Regions from separate parts of the Rattus norvegicus genome. Here region 2 is linked to region 1. Evidence: chromatin contacts called from public Hi-C data. All regions are on one chromosome and are shown on one strand. Each heading gives the region's core, a stretch centred on a gene start, on an enhancer-like site or on the middle of the called end of the contact. The rest is flanking DNA. Distances are from core to core; before and after follow the strand shown.

Region 1 (6,360 bases), core at 1,656-4,155:
CGAGGTCCTGGCAAACTTATCCATTTTCAGACAATATTTAGATTCTGAGGTAAGTGTGAACTAGATAATGACCTTTCAAGCCGAGGCACGATGTTCTGTTTAAAGCTTTCTTTTCTTCCTCAGAGCATCTACCAAGGGTCAGAGGTGACCCCTCTGCGTGGCCTCCTGGAGATTTCCCTAAGGTTCTGTGCACACTCCTGTGTCTATGGGTGCAGGGCGGGGGAGGGCAATTACTGACGGCAAAACCCTCACGTGTCTTGGGTTCTGAGAAACGTGAAGCTTGTGGAAACCCTTTGCCTCTGCAGCAAATTGAACTTTTGAGATGTGTAGTACCAACTCATGGTCTGAGGCATTTCATGCTCTTCGGATGTTTTAAGGCTGGCCTCAAAATACATGTGAGCATACAGCACCAGCCCCCCCAGTGTGTGTAACTAGTAGTTGGCTTGCTGTGGCTAAAACAATAGGGTATCTGCAACTTTACTTTTAGGTGACTCACCAGAAAAGCTATTTTAGACAGTCTGTAGCGACTAAGATTACATTTGTTCTAAGAGAAACAGACTGAAAGGACAAAAGGCTAATTGCAAAAGTGCTCTTTTTCAGCTCAGAGAAGTCTTGCTGTATTTTCTTAACAGCATCTTAGTTACCAGACACAACAGAAGGCATAAAGGCTGGTATCAAAAACAATGGGGGGGGGGCTGGGGATTTAGCTCAGTGGTAGAGCGCTTACCTAGGAAGCGCAAGGCCCTGGGTTCGGTCCCCAGCTCCGAAAAAAAGAACCAAAAAAAAAAAAAAAACAATGGGAAACAATCACGCCCTGATACCACCTGGCACACTTCTTGCTCATCAAAAGGCAAGCATGTTGGAGAAGCATGGCCTTGTCCACGTGCTCATCATGGAGTCTACACACGCCCTTGTATGGGAACATTTGTCAGGCTGCAGCTATGGTATCCTTCTGACCAATCAGTTGTCCAACCTTCTGATCATCTTGAGTTGCTATCCCTACTGTCTCCACCAACTCAGAGTGAAGGAGCTGGCCGAACTTTCTAGATGGAACTTTGAGCTTCGGCTAAGGCTTCTGGGGTGAGCAAGGATACAGCAGATGCAAGAAATGGTGGGCTCCCATGCTCCTCCAAGCAAGAGTACCAGTAAGCACTTAGCTTATTATCGATTGAACATCTGTGTCCCTGCCTGAAGAAGAGAAGTGAAATGATCCAGAATCTTCTAGAACTGAGAACTACAAGAGTATCCTTCGAAGAAGGGAAAGCTGAAACCATTACACCAGACGTACAGGGGTTTCCCTCCTTCTTGGGTTCCCTCACTTTCCATTGTTGAGATCACATCAGCCCCCAAGAAAATATTGCTTTAGTGACTGGCCTCTTGCCATGGCTGAACCAGGCTAGAACATTCCCAAAGCCTTTACACAACACTAGAGAAGAACAACTGGACATAAGCAAGAAACATAAACACAACACAGGCTTGTGAACTACAGTAACAAGGGCAAGAATTAAAGAACCAGACACGGGAGGGAGGAAGGAATTTTGAGTGCTATGACTTTCTTGTTAATTTCTCAAGAGCCATACTTACTCCATAAGCAATACATTTGTATTTTGAAGCCTCTATAGTGTAACTTTTGGTCTCCTTGTCATACTCTAGTACTTTATGGTTTGTCTACCTTGAGCTGTTTATCTGAGTAATTCTGAGAAGCCTTCCTCCTACTCCTTCCTCCCTTCCCCCATGATGATCCCCACCCCCTCCAGGACTTCTGCAGATGAGCACATAGGTGATCAACTCAGTCATTGAACAAAAGTGCCCCTAATTAGGAGCTGTGGCGCAAGACACTGAGTAATGAGCCATTGCCTACCCGGTCTTATCAGACACAGTCTGATAGGAGGAACTATTAAGGGTCATTTCCTTAATACTTATGTCAACTAAAAACTACGAGATTTGACTTTTAAAAGAAGAGATTTATATGAAAATACATCTAACAGGCTCATTGATCTCTGCCAACAAAAAGATCATTGTTTAGAGAATCCTCAAGTCAATGATGACAACTGAAAGAAGATCTTGTGTGTGAGTACATCTTCCCGAAGATGGCAAAGAGGAAAATCCCACTTTCTAGAACTATCAAGACAGGTGATCTCTGTTCTCTGTGCCTGCAGTCGGATGACTAAGAGGCTCTACCAGAACTATCCAAGCTTATGACTGTTAACTCTTCACCATTGTCTCCACATCTAACCTGAGCTCAGATTTTCCCACCTGGCGGCGTTATCTTCACTTCTCTGGGAATTCCTTAACCTGCCTCAGTTTCCTCAAAGAAGATAAGATAAGATCTGAAGACGTCACAAGTAAATGTGAGCTGAAGCCTGCTGGCCAGCTCTACTGGGAAGAACATTTCCACTTCCGGGGCAGGGCAGGGGATATTCACAAAGAATACTATCCATTGACACACCCTTCAGAGAACAGTCTGTGCGGGAACTAGCCTTCAATCATGGCTCATATGGCATAATTGCCTTATGAGGAAGATACCCAAATTCTTAAGGATTGAACCTTGCTCAAGGGGTTCACTGGGCAGGGCCCTGTAGGTCCTTGGTGGGGTCAGGGAGACTCAGCAAGCTTATTCTAATGGATGGGACAGACAGCCATTGAACTAGCTTAAAAGACAGCAAGCACCCATGGGACCCTACCATTTATCCTAGCACATAACAGACCTGCTGGTACAGAATTATATAAACATACATTTCACATCCCCCAAGTTCCTCAAGACATTTGGCAAAGACCAATTCACATGCTTAGATTATTCCAATAATGTATTCCAAAGGAAACAGCAGGTGGCAGCAGAGGGTTACATTTTTTTACTCTTTGGCACGGAATGAGAACAAAGTGTTAGGGCATAATCACATCTGAGTCACCCCACTGGCCTAGAGATGGCTCACCACCATTTTGTCATGTGGGTAGTGTAGAGTCATCTCCAGTGGGCTCTGTGAATTTTAAAAAGAGACTCTCCCAAAAGCCCCTGTCCAAAGCCAGAAGGCTTCCTGATTTCTGTGAGCCGAGCAAGACAGCAACTCCCGGCAGACTCCACCTCCAGCTTTGAGTCTCTCATATCCTGTGGCCCAATGTCAGGGCATGCTAGTTCATGGCTTCTTCACATCGGAGAGGCCCTCAAAAAACATGGTGAAGTAGACGAGTGGCTAACAAGTGAGTTTTCACAGCACCGTGTTTTTGCTCCATTATATTATCCAAAGCTAGAGTGTGGGGGCTGAGAAAGGGAATTAATAGAACCTGAAACTGAGGTACTTGGCACATTAGAGACCTCAGAAAGTCCCATCAAAACCAGCAGCTGCTGTAGCACTGGGCTCATGAGCTGACAGTGCTGTGATCACTCCCCCACTTGGCCCCAAGTCTTCCTTGCCTTACATAGTCCTATGCTTGGCTTCTAATGTGCAAGCTGCAGCTGGAAAGTTTGCAGTATAGTGTTGTGTTGGATCTTGCAGGCCAGTCCTTTGTTGAATTGCTTTGCAGGGCAAATCCAAGTTTACCTTTAATACGTGACTGGAGCCTGCTAGTGGATGAGAGTTCAGTGGATAAGAGTACTCGATACCAAACCTGAAGACCTGAGCTCAATCCTGGGGGCCCACAGGGTGGAAGGAGAGAATCAACTTCCATATATTGTGGTCTGACCTCTACCTCTACGTGCAAACACACAGCACTCACATGCACACACACACACACACACACACACACACACACACACACACACACACACACGCTCGAAATATAAACATTGTGAATGGTCAGTTTGGTGCTCTGGGCAGGTTCCTCAGAAACACTTGGACTTAGCTGCTTTGTTTCCATCAAAAAAGAAACTGAAACACATCGTTTAGAGGAGGGTAGAGGTATGGAGGAAGATGGAGGGATAGTTGGAGGGATGGAGGTGGAGGGAAAGATGGGGGAGGGAGGGAGGGATAAGGAGGATGGAGGATTTTGCTAAATTTTGATAAAAGGAACAAAATTTAGCTCTTTTTTTTTCTCTCTCTCTTCTCCCTCTATTACCTCCCTTCCTTCCCCATCTCCTCAATTCCAATAAATCTCCTCCCCATGACAAAAAAAAAAAGGAACAAAATTTATTAAAAAAAAAAAAAAAAGACAAAATTGGAAATCTGGTTCCTAAGATCCTAACAGATCTTGCAAACAGATGTACTTGTGGGTTTTCTTTCTGAAAGTTGAGTTGACAAAAAAATTAGCAGCCTTGGCCCTTTGTAAGTCACATAATTGAACTTGCAGCATCCACAGAGCCTGGAAGAGCCTCCGGAAAGGTGGGGTAGCAAATGAGGACAATATTCTGTGACTTGATGTGTGGCTTCAGCTTCAGACATTGAATGAGCTGGTTTTACTTTCCTACAGAAAACATAATCTTGGGGCTGGGAGTGTGGCTCAATGCTTGCCTAGGATGCCAGTCGCCAGCAGTGCACCCTGGTGATACCGAAGCGGTGGCACATTCTTGCCATACCAGTCCTAGGGACGTGGGGGCAGAAAGATGAGACATTGAAGGTCATCGTCCACTTTATGATGAACTCAGAGCCAGTCTGAACTCCATGAGATCCTGTCAAGAAAGAGAGGGAGAGAGGAAAGCAGTCAGGCAATGCTATCTTATTTTGACATCTTCAGGATGAGCCTCTCAGCTCTCTTCATGGAAAGGGTCAATTCAACTTATCAGCTAAGGAAAATATTGTACAAATCCTTTGAATGGAATAAATGATATCTTTTGGAGAAATGTTCCAGAATTCATATCAACATTTCATTTTCCCTCTGCTTGTATGTTCAACTGCACAAACATGAAGTTAATCATTTAATGCAGGGAATTGACAGCACAGAGAAAACACTTGGATTGACTGTCTGGAGTTACCATCAGCAACTTTAATTACGACCCACTGCTCTTGGGTCCTGAAGGAGCCAGAAAATGACATCTGTGTGCCAAAATATTCATTAGAATTCCCTTCTCGGTCATTGTTCAGGAAGAAAAGTTCCCCTCTGGCCCCCGTCTTTGGTATTTTAAGAGGAATTGTTCAGACGCCAGATTTTTTTTTTTCAAGGATCTGTCAGAAAACAAGATCGTGTGCATACCTTGTATTTCGCATTAAGAAAACATCTTGGAAGGGTCAAATGCCCCTTGTTCTCGTTCCATTACTCCAAAGAAAGAATGGTTTTTGCAGTCTTGAAATTAACTAGTCTTCTCTGTCCAGGCATCTTTTTCCAAGCTGTGCTGTCTTGGAATAACTGGGGTCTTGTAAGTTTCAGAACTGGACGTTCTGGGGAGCACGGACCCAGAGGAACTGCTTAGAAAGGATGGCTGTGTTAATGGGGCTCTTTGATGTTCATCTTTCCCTGAATAAAATATCTTAGAATATTGAACTTGGGGGTGACACATTAGAGATCCTCACGTCTGGTTCCTCGTGTAAATTATCTGAGCTAAACCAGTTTATCCACTGCTTCAGCTTTCTGTTCTGGGTTGGAGAAAGACCAGGTGCAGACTAGAGGGAAGGCTCAGCGAATTAAGAGCACTTGCTGAGCAAACACGAAGACCTGAGTTCAAACTCCAGGAACCACGTGGAAAGCCAGTATGCCTGTGCTGGGAAGAGGGGAGGAGACAGGATAGCCGTGGGGACTTGCTAACTGCCAGCATACTTCTGGATCAACGAGAGACCCTGTCTCAAGAGACTAAGAAAGAGAAACAGAACAAGGCACCCAAAGTCACCTCTGGCTTCCATATGTGTGTTCCAGGCACATGCATCTGCATACATGTGGGCATATATTATACACACACACACATTCATACATACTTACATACATACACTCACACACACTCACATTCATACTCTCACACACTCACTCTCTCACATACACTCATACATGAACACTCACATATTCACGTGCACACACTCTTACACACACTCACACATGTACTCTCACACACACTCTCATACATACCCAATCACATAGACATACATCCATACTCACACTCACAGTCACAAACTCTCTCTCTCTCTCTCTCTCTCTCTCTCTCTCTCACACACACACTCACATACTCTCACACACTCATAGACACACACACACACACACGCACACACACACTCACAAAAGAACAGATGCTTTCTGTTTTACGTGAGGACATCCTTAATTGTTCCTATTTTTGAAAGTTGCCGGTTAATGAGCATTGACTGTGCTGCTAGCCAGGGGTTGAAGCTTTCACTCACCTTGTATCCTTCATCCCCACAAGCATGTAGGGGAATGTGATTGCCCCAGCTTTATAGCCAATGAAATAGAGACTGGAGTTTAAGACATTTACCCACAATTAGAGGG
Region 2 (6,360 bases), core at 2,147-4,646, 71 kb before region 1:
ATTTGTTGAGAGAGTGGGAGTTAAGTATTAACCTAAAATTGGAAGGAGGAGAAAGAGAGACTGGAGATTGTGGATATGTTAATTAGTTAATGAATATGTAAACTGTGAGGTGATTGATAATATATATATATACATACATACATGTATATATTAGATATAAATAGAGATACAAGGGCCCAGGAGACCCAAGGTTGATAGAAGGGCAAAGCTGCCCCTAAGAAATCATAGTCTCTTGGAGACGGTGGGGCCGACATCAGCACCCTCAATATAGCTTAGAAAGTACCTTGAGGAAACTAGACCAGGAGCAGAGGACAGCAGGAAGGAAGTGTTCTCTTTAGGAAGTCATGGAAGGTGGGGAGCCTGCAGGGCAACCCCAGTGTGTGTGGGCCTGGGACGAGGTCACCAAGAGGAACCAGCTGCAAGCCACTCTCTTAATGAGTGCAGCCTCCAGGCCACCCTCCCACATCCCTGTTTCCACTTAGCCTACCCTTGAGCTCTGGGTGACCTTCAGGTCCTAGCTGTCCCCAGTCCTCTGTGCTCAGCAGCCCTTGAGCTGCCAGGCACCCTCTGGCTTCCCTGACTTCCATTCCCTATGGGTAATGACTTCCACTCTAAAGGAAGTGAGCCGAAAGTTGTTGAATGGGGCCACACTAGGGGTTAAGCCAGAACCACATAGGAGTTCTCCATCCCTTCCTAGACCCTCTTGAACACTGATCTCACTGCCCCAGAAGAACCTTAGCAGCAACTCCTAACTGTAACACACAGCAGCTGCCAGGCCACTGCTCGCTCTGCACTGCTCGCTCTGCACTGCTCGCTCTTGCACTGCCGCCACACTGGGTCCCCAGGGCCGCTACTTCTGTAAGCTAGGGAATGGAGCCCAGCAGGCTCAGATGCCAGCCTGGATACTGCTGTAGAGGTAGATTAGTATTTAAATCCGTAGACTCAGGTTCGGGGAGACGGCTCAGCAGTTATGAACACTAGCTGATTCTTCAGAGGACCTAGGCTCAGTTCCTAGCATCCACGTGGCAGCTCATACAAGCCTGTAACTCCAATTCTAGGGGACCTAATGCCATATCCTGATGCCCTCTGGTACTAGGAACTCGCATGGTCCACATATGTACATACAGGCAAAATGCCCGTGCCCATAACATAAATAAATAACCCTTTAAACTAGCAGACTTTTGAATAAAGCAGATCACATGCCATCGGGTGGTAGGCTTTATCTGATGAGCCTAAGTCTCTAAGAGCAAAGACTGTGTTTTAGAGCAGGAGTTTGGCCTTGAGACTACAACACAGAGACTGCCTCTATCTCTGCCCTGCCAGTCTGCCTTGAAACAAGAACTACAGACGTGTCAGCTTCTACAATGACATGTGTCAACTCTCTGGAACAAACCTCTCCTGGTGAAAATCCCTAGGAGATGTATATATAAGCATTCTACATTACTCAGATCTCTCTCTCTCTCTCTCTCTCTCTCTCTCTCTCTCTCTCTCTCTCTCTCTCTCTCCACACACACACACACAGACACACACAGACACAGACACACACACACACACACACACACACACACACACACACACACACACACACACACAGGCGCGCACAGAATTCTATCCCTCTGGATAACCTGATTAATACACTCTCTCCTTCTACTTCATTCATAGACAAGGGTGCAACCTTAGCTTCCCTCAGTGGCACCAAGTACTTTGAGGACATCAAGGGCCCTGGGTACCAGGTTGAGCATTTGCTCCTTGTGATCCTTCCAGGAACAGCCTGGCTCATGCCCAGTGCTGAGGGAGTCTCTTGCAGCCATGAGAGAAAGCTACCAGAAAATGGATTTGATTAAAATAAAATGTTGACACAGACGACAAGCATTCACATCGAAGATTACATATCAGAACGAAATAGTCACCAAGACCTCGATTTCCATCACACACAGTGACTCACTTGCTCATTTAACAAATATTTACTGACTGTGTGCATGGAACAAGCTTTCTTCTAGGTGCTGGGAATGCAGCAACAAAGGAGACAATTGCACTCTAGGAGAGACAGGCAACTTGCATATTGAGATCTAATGTCTTCTATGTTGAGAGAAGGCTCTGGAGAGAAACTGAGCCCAGCAAGGAGAGTGGACCAAGAGAGGCAGGTGAAGAGGGTCTGGCTGGTGTAAGGTGCACAGAGGCTACTGTTAAAGTGGCATTTGAAAGGAGGTAGGAGGTAGGCCAGGAAGCCCTGAGTGAGGAAAGCAGCTCCAGAGAGGAGCCAGCAAAGGTAGAGCTCCCAAGGTGGTACACTGGGAGAGCAGCAAGGAGCCAGCGGAGGCAGGGCAAACTAAGAAGGGAGAGCAGAGAAGTAGCAGAGGTAGGCTAAGCACGAACTGAAGAATTAGGCGGTCACTAAATGTTGGTCCAGAAGAGGCGCCCTAACTCTGCAAGACTCTAAAGAGGAGGTAGCTCAGAATGTGAGGACCCGAGTCCTCAACAGACAGAGCGGAGAAAGGGAAGTGGTGGGGCTCTGTAGACAGTGATTTAGGGCCCATCATTCCTGAGCTGCAATATACCCAGAGAAGCCAATGACTAAACTTCCTGCCTCTTTTGTCTTGCCTCATCCCTAGAGGTAGAACTGGATTTAACACTAAGGTGAAGTAGTTGAGGACAGGAGAAAGGTCAATGAGGGAGAAAGCCACCAAGAACCATCTCTGAAAGTTGATGTTTGTACTATTTTTGGCTTTATTTGTTTGTTTGTTTGGTTGGTTGGTATTTGGTTTTTACAACAGTTACACTTTGTAACCCAGGCTAGTACCCAAACTCTTAGTGAGTTTCCACATCTTACCATCTTTCTATCCCTCCAACAACATTCCATAGCTGTTGTCAACACTATTGTCCCTTATCCACCACTGATTCCACTGGTGGGGAGAAGAAAGAGAGATCTTGTTTAAATATTAGGATTACCCACAATGGGGAGGTGGAGACTTTCTCCCTGAAGAAGTTGCTTGGGAATCTCTGTGTTTAGTAAGCAGAAACAATTGGCTAGTCATAAACAACTCTTCCCCTCCCTGGTGTGTCCTTTAAAGCCAAGAATGGGGGCATCAAGAACCCAGGTCCTCTGAGCTCAGCCCTGAAGCAAATTCAGAGCTCTCAGCAAGAAATCACCCCTGACCTGGAAGCCAGAGAGGCACGCTGTGTTCTCCTACCCCTCAGAAGTGACGTGCCCCTTCCTTTTCCAATGTCCCCTTTCTGTCTGGAACATGGGGAGGATGAGTGCCCCTCCCCCCCAACTAGAGCTGATGACTCAGAGGCCACCTGCATCCATTTTCCAGCTCTGCCCGTGGCACATCCTCTGTTCCTGCTTCTAAGCCGTCAGCAATCAGTGCCCTCTGCCTGGGCTACATCTGAACACTGAAGCATTCTTCCAGGATTCGTCACTTTCTGAGAGGGCTTACATAAAGAGGAGCTGTTTCCAGGACAGAGCAAAGACTCACCAGTGGAATTTAGAACAATCCTTGGAAAAGCCAGTCCCCTAGAGAAGGGAAAATTCCCCTGCCCTAGCAGACTCATCACTTGCGAGCAGCCCTGAGCCTGCAGGGACCCTCAAAGGAGAATGACAGAGAACCCAAAACCCTGAGCCCTGTACTCTGGAAGTTTTGCAGGACCTGGATGCTAGGGTTCAGTTTATGGGGATGGGATGAGAAGACTCTTCCCGCTCTGCCTCTTCTCAGTGAACACATCTCCCAACTTCAATGTTCCCCAATGCTCCCATCTGCTAGAGCTGCTCGGATGCTTTCTCTGAGAGACACCAACCAAGGCTGATCTCTGGATGCTTGGCGCCACTCTGCCTCCATCGAATGACTTCAGGTTCGAGCAACCTGGGAGTCAGGCATGAAGGCTCCTCGCTCACTGAACTGGACTTCCTGTGAGATGAGACCAAGCCACCATCCACTTCCTGATAGACCTTTATGGAAACTTCCTGGCCAGTACTTGTCTTCCCATAGCTTTTTTCTTCAGCTGTGTCTCCTGCATTCAAATGTCACCCCACTTCATTCAACTCTTTCTGGACTGTTCTTCAACTGGTCTTTCTGTAACATATTTTCTTTATTCCCTCAGAGCCTTGGCTTTTTTAAAGAGGGTGTTTCACTATATAGGTCAGGCTGGTCACAAATATAATACAGGCAAGGATGACTTTGAACTCCTGAGCCTCTTGCCTCAACCATCTAAGCACTAGGATTATAGGTGTGTATCACATCTGGCCTTAACATTTTTTTTTACCTTCTGTGTGATTGTGTATGTTGTTGATCCTCTAACCAAGTCCTCAGATCTCAACTTCAGGGTCATCTCCAAAAGAGTTTATGCTGACACCCATCCAAAGTAGGTCCTTCCTACTAACCTTTTGCTCCCTTTTGGTCTCCCCTTTATTTCCTACAGAGCATTTAGCCAACTTGAGTTAGGCATATTTTAACAATAATGATATGCTTGTATGTTTCCTGTCAGTCTTCCCTGCTTTTGATTCTCATGAGCATAGATTGGAAGGAGGCACTTCAGAGAGTCCTGAGAGACAGAACTGGGGCTTGGTAGAGAGAACAAGATTCCTTGAGGGAAGAGACCATTTCTCACACCATGTTCCTACTGTCTAGCTCAAATCTTGGCAGAGAATCTTCCTGGATGGATGGATGGATGGATGGATGGATGGATGGATGGACGGATGGATGGACGGATGGATGGATGGGTGGGTGGATGGACAGGTGGATGGATGGATGGATGGATGGATGGATGGATGAATGCTGGTTGCCTAGATGGATAGATAGTGATGTATAGGTAATGCATAGATGATGAGTGGATGGATGAATGATGGCTGGATGGGATAACTTTAGCTTTGAGCATAAAGTGGTGGAAACCATGTCTAAGAAATGAGGAGTTGTTAGAATAGACTCTGTACCTAAAGGAACCTTGGAGACCCATTTCAGAAATGTGGACCGGCTGGAGAGATGGCTCAGTGGTTAAGAGCACTGGCTGCTCTTCCAGAGGTCCTGAGTTCAAACCCCAGCAACCACATGGTGGCTCATAACCATCAGAAATGTGGACCATGTCATTTCAGCCCCTGAATGAGAAAACTCACCCATGAGTACACTCAGGAAATACCTTCCTGGATGATGAGATGGAAATGAAAACCAAATGGCTGAGGAATGCCGCCGCTTCCCTCGCTCTTCACAGGGGGCAGAGCTCTTGGACTCTGGCTGGGTCACAGGCTGATGAGTTGATGAAGGAAGGATGACCCACAATACTCTGGGACGTGTTTACATGACAGAACTTGGTTTTGCAATATCAGCAGCCTTCCCTAGAACATCAGGGACAAATTCCAGAAGAGAAGACTTGCTATCTATGGATTCCCAGTGACTCATACAACCAACCAAAGGAACACAAATGAAAGAGGCAGCTGACTGTTGGGCACAGATCAACACAATGACAGCTTGACACAATGGAGCAGGCAAGTCAGCCTGTGCCAAATGTTATTAGAATGAGCTCACATGGAACCTTCTAGAACAGTCAGTAAGAGGCCAAGGATGGCGGCTGCCTAAGCTGCTACTATATTCACTTAGCATGCCTAGCCCACTGGAAAGCTGTAGAACATAGTGAAAGAAATGAGTCCCTATGGGGTTGGGGAATCAAACCTAACACTATCACGGAAGAATTAAGGATACCAATGTTGTGTAACAAAAAAGGCAGACAGGTAATTTAGAGGGAGAGACGGTGGCACTAAGGAGTCCCTTGAGGACATTTTGGATTTTTTCTGGAGGAAATGAAGGGAGGATGCAAAGAGAAAAGAGAGGTAAACATGTTGTGTGTAAACTTCAATAACAATGCAAGGATGCAACAAGATTGACTTTGCAAAAGAATGTGGTTTGTGACAAATGTGAATGCCATGGTGGCTATAAAGGAGCTGCAGCATGCTGGCCCAACTACTGAGCCAGTGGAATCCAAATTTGGATTTTCAGAGAGAATGGGGAATGGTTCCAGAAATTCAGTCTGTGTGCATGAAGTTCCAGGACCATGGAGAATATTGATCCCTCTTCAAGATAGATGTAAAGGCTGCAGTAGTAAGAAGACTGGGAGAAGATTCTAGAAGATTATGTTGGTTTGGAATTTTTGTCAACACCAGCTAGAATCATCTGAGAAGAGAGAACTTCAATTGAGAAAATGACGCCATCAGACTGGCCTGTGAAGCATTTCCTGGATTGAGGACTGATGTGGAAGGGCCAAGCTCACTTTGAGCAGAGTCATACTTGGGCACTGGGGTGTATAAGAAGCAAACTAAGCAAATCTGGAGGAGCAAGCTGTTAGGTTTTGTTACTCCATGTTCTCTGTTTC

The links. Hi-C and Micro-C count contacts between places; a contact is called where the count stands out from the background.
Region 2: a Hi-C map of the A7r5 cell line shows a contact between it and region 1, with 2.3 times the contacts expected there. The contact joins two enhancer-like sites. A contact is called at or near these places in 7 of 12 Hi-C or Micro-C datasets (the A7r5 cell line, the Rat2 cell line, Schwann cells and 4 more) and 1 of 1 datasets of contacts at active chromatin or transcription factors (oligodendrocytes).

The regions. Positions count from the first base shown.
Region 1 is chr1:174,194,171-174,200,530 of GRCr8, reverse strand. No RefSeq gene overlaps it. Among named protein-coding and RNA genes, the nearest start is that of Adm, 17 kb to the right of the region's middle. Within about 2 kb of position 2,905, at least 12 of the 93 cell types and tissues checked have an H3K27ac peak or open chromatin away from gene starts, as enhancers often do. A contact at or near this core is called in the A7r5 cell line, where this site is marked.
Region 2 is chr1:174,265,662-174,272,021 of GRCr8, reverse strand. All of the region lies in intron 1 of LOC108349612 (a long non-coding RNA gene), which reads right to left. Among named protein-coding and RNA genes, the nearest start is that of Ampd3, 51 kb to the left of the region's middle. Within about 2 kb of position 3,396, at least 41 of the 93 cell types and tissues checked have an H3K27ac peak or open chromatin away from gene starts, as enhancers often do. A contact at or near this core is called in the A7r5 cell line, where this site is marked.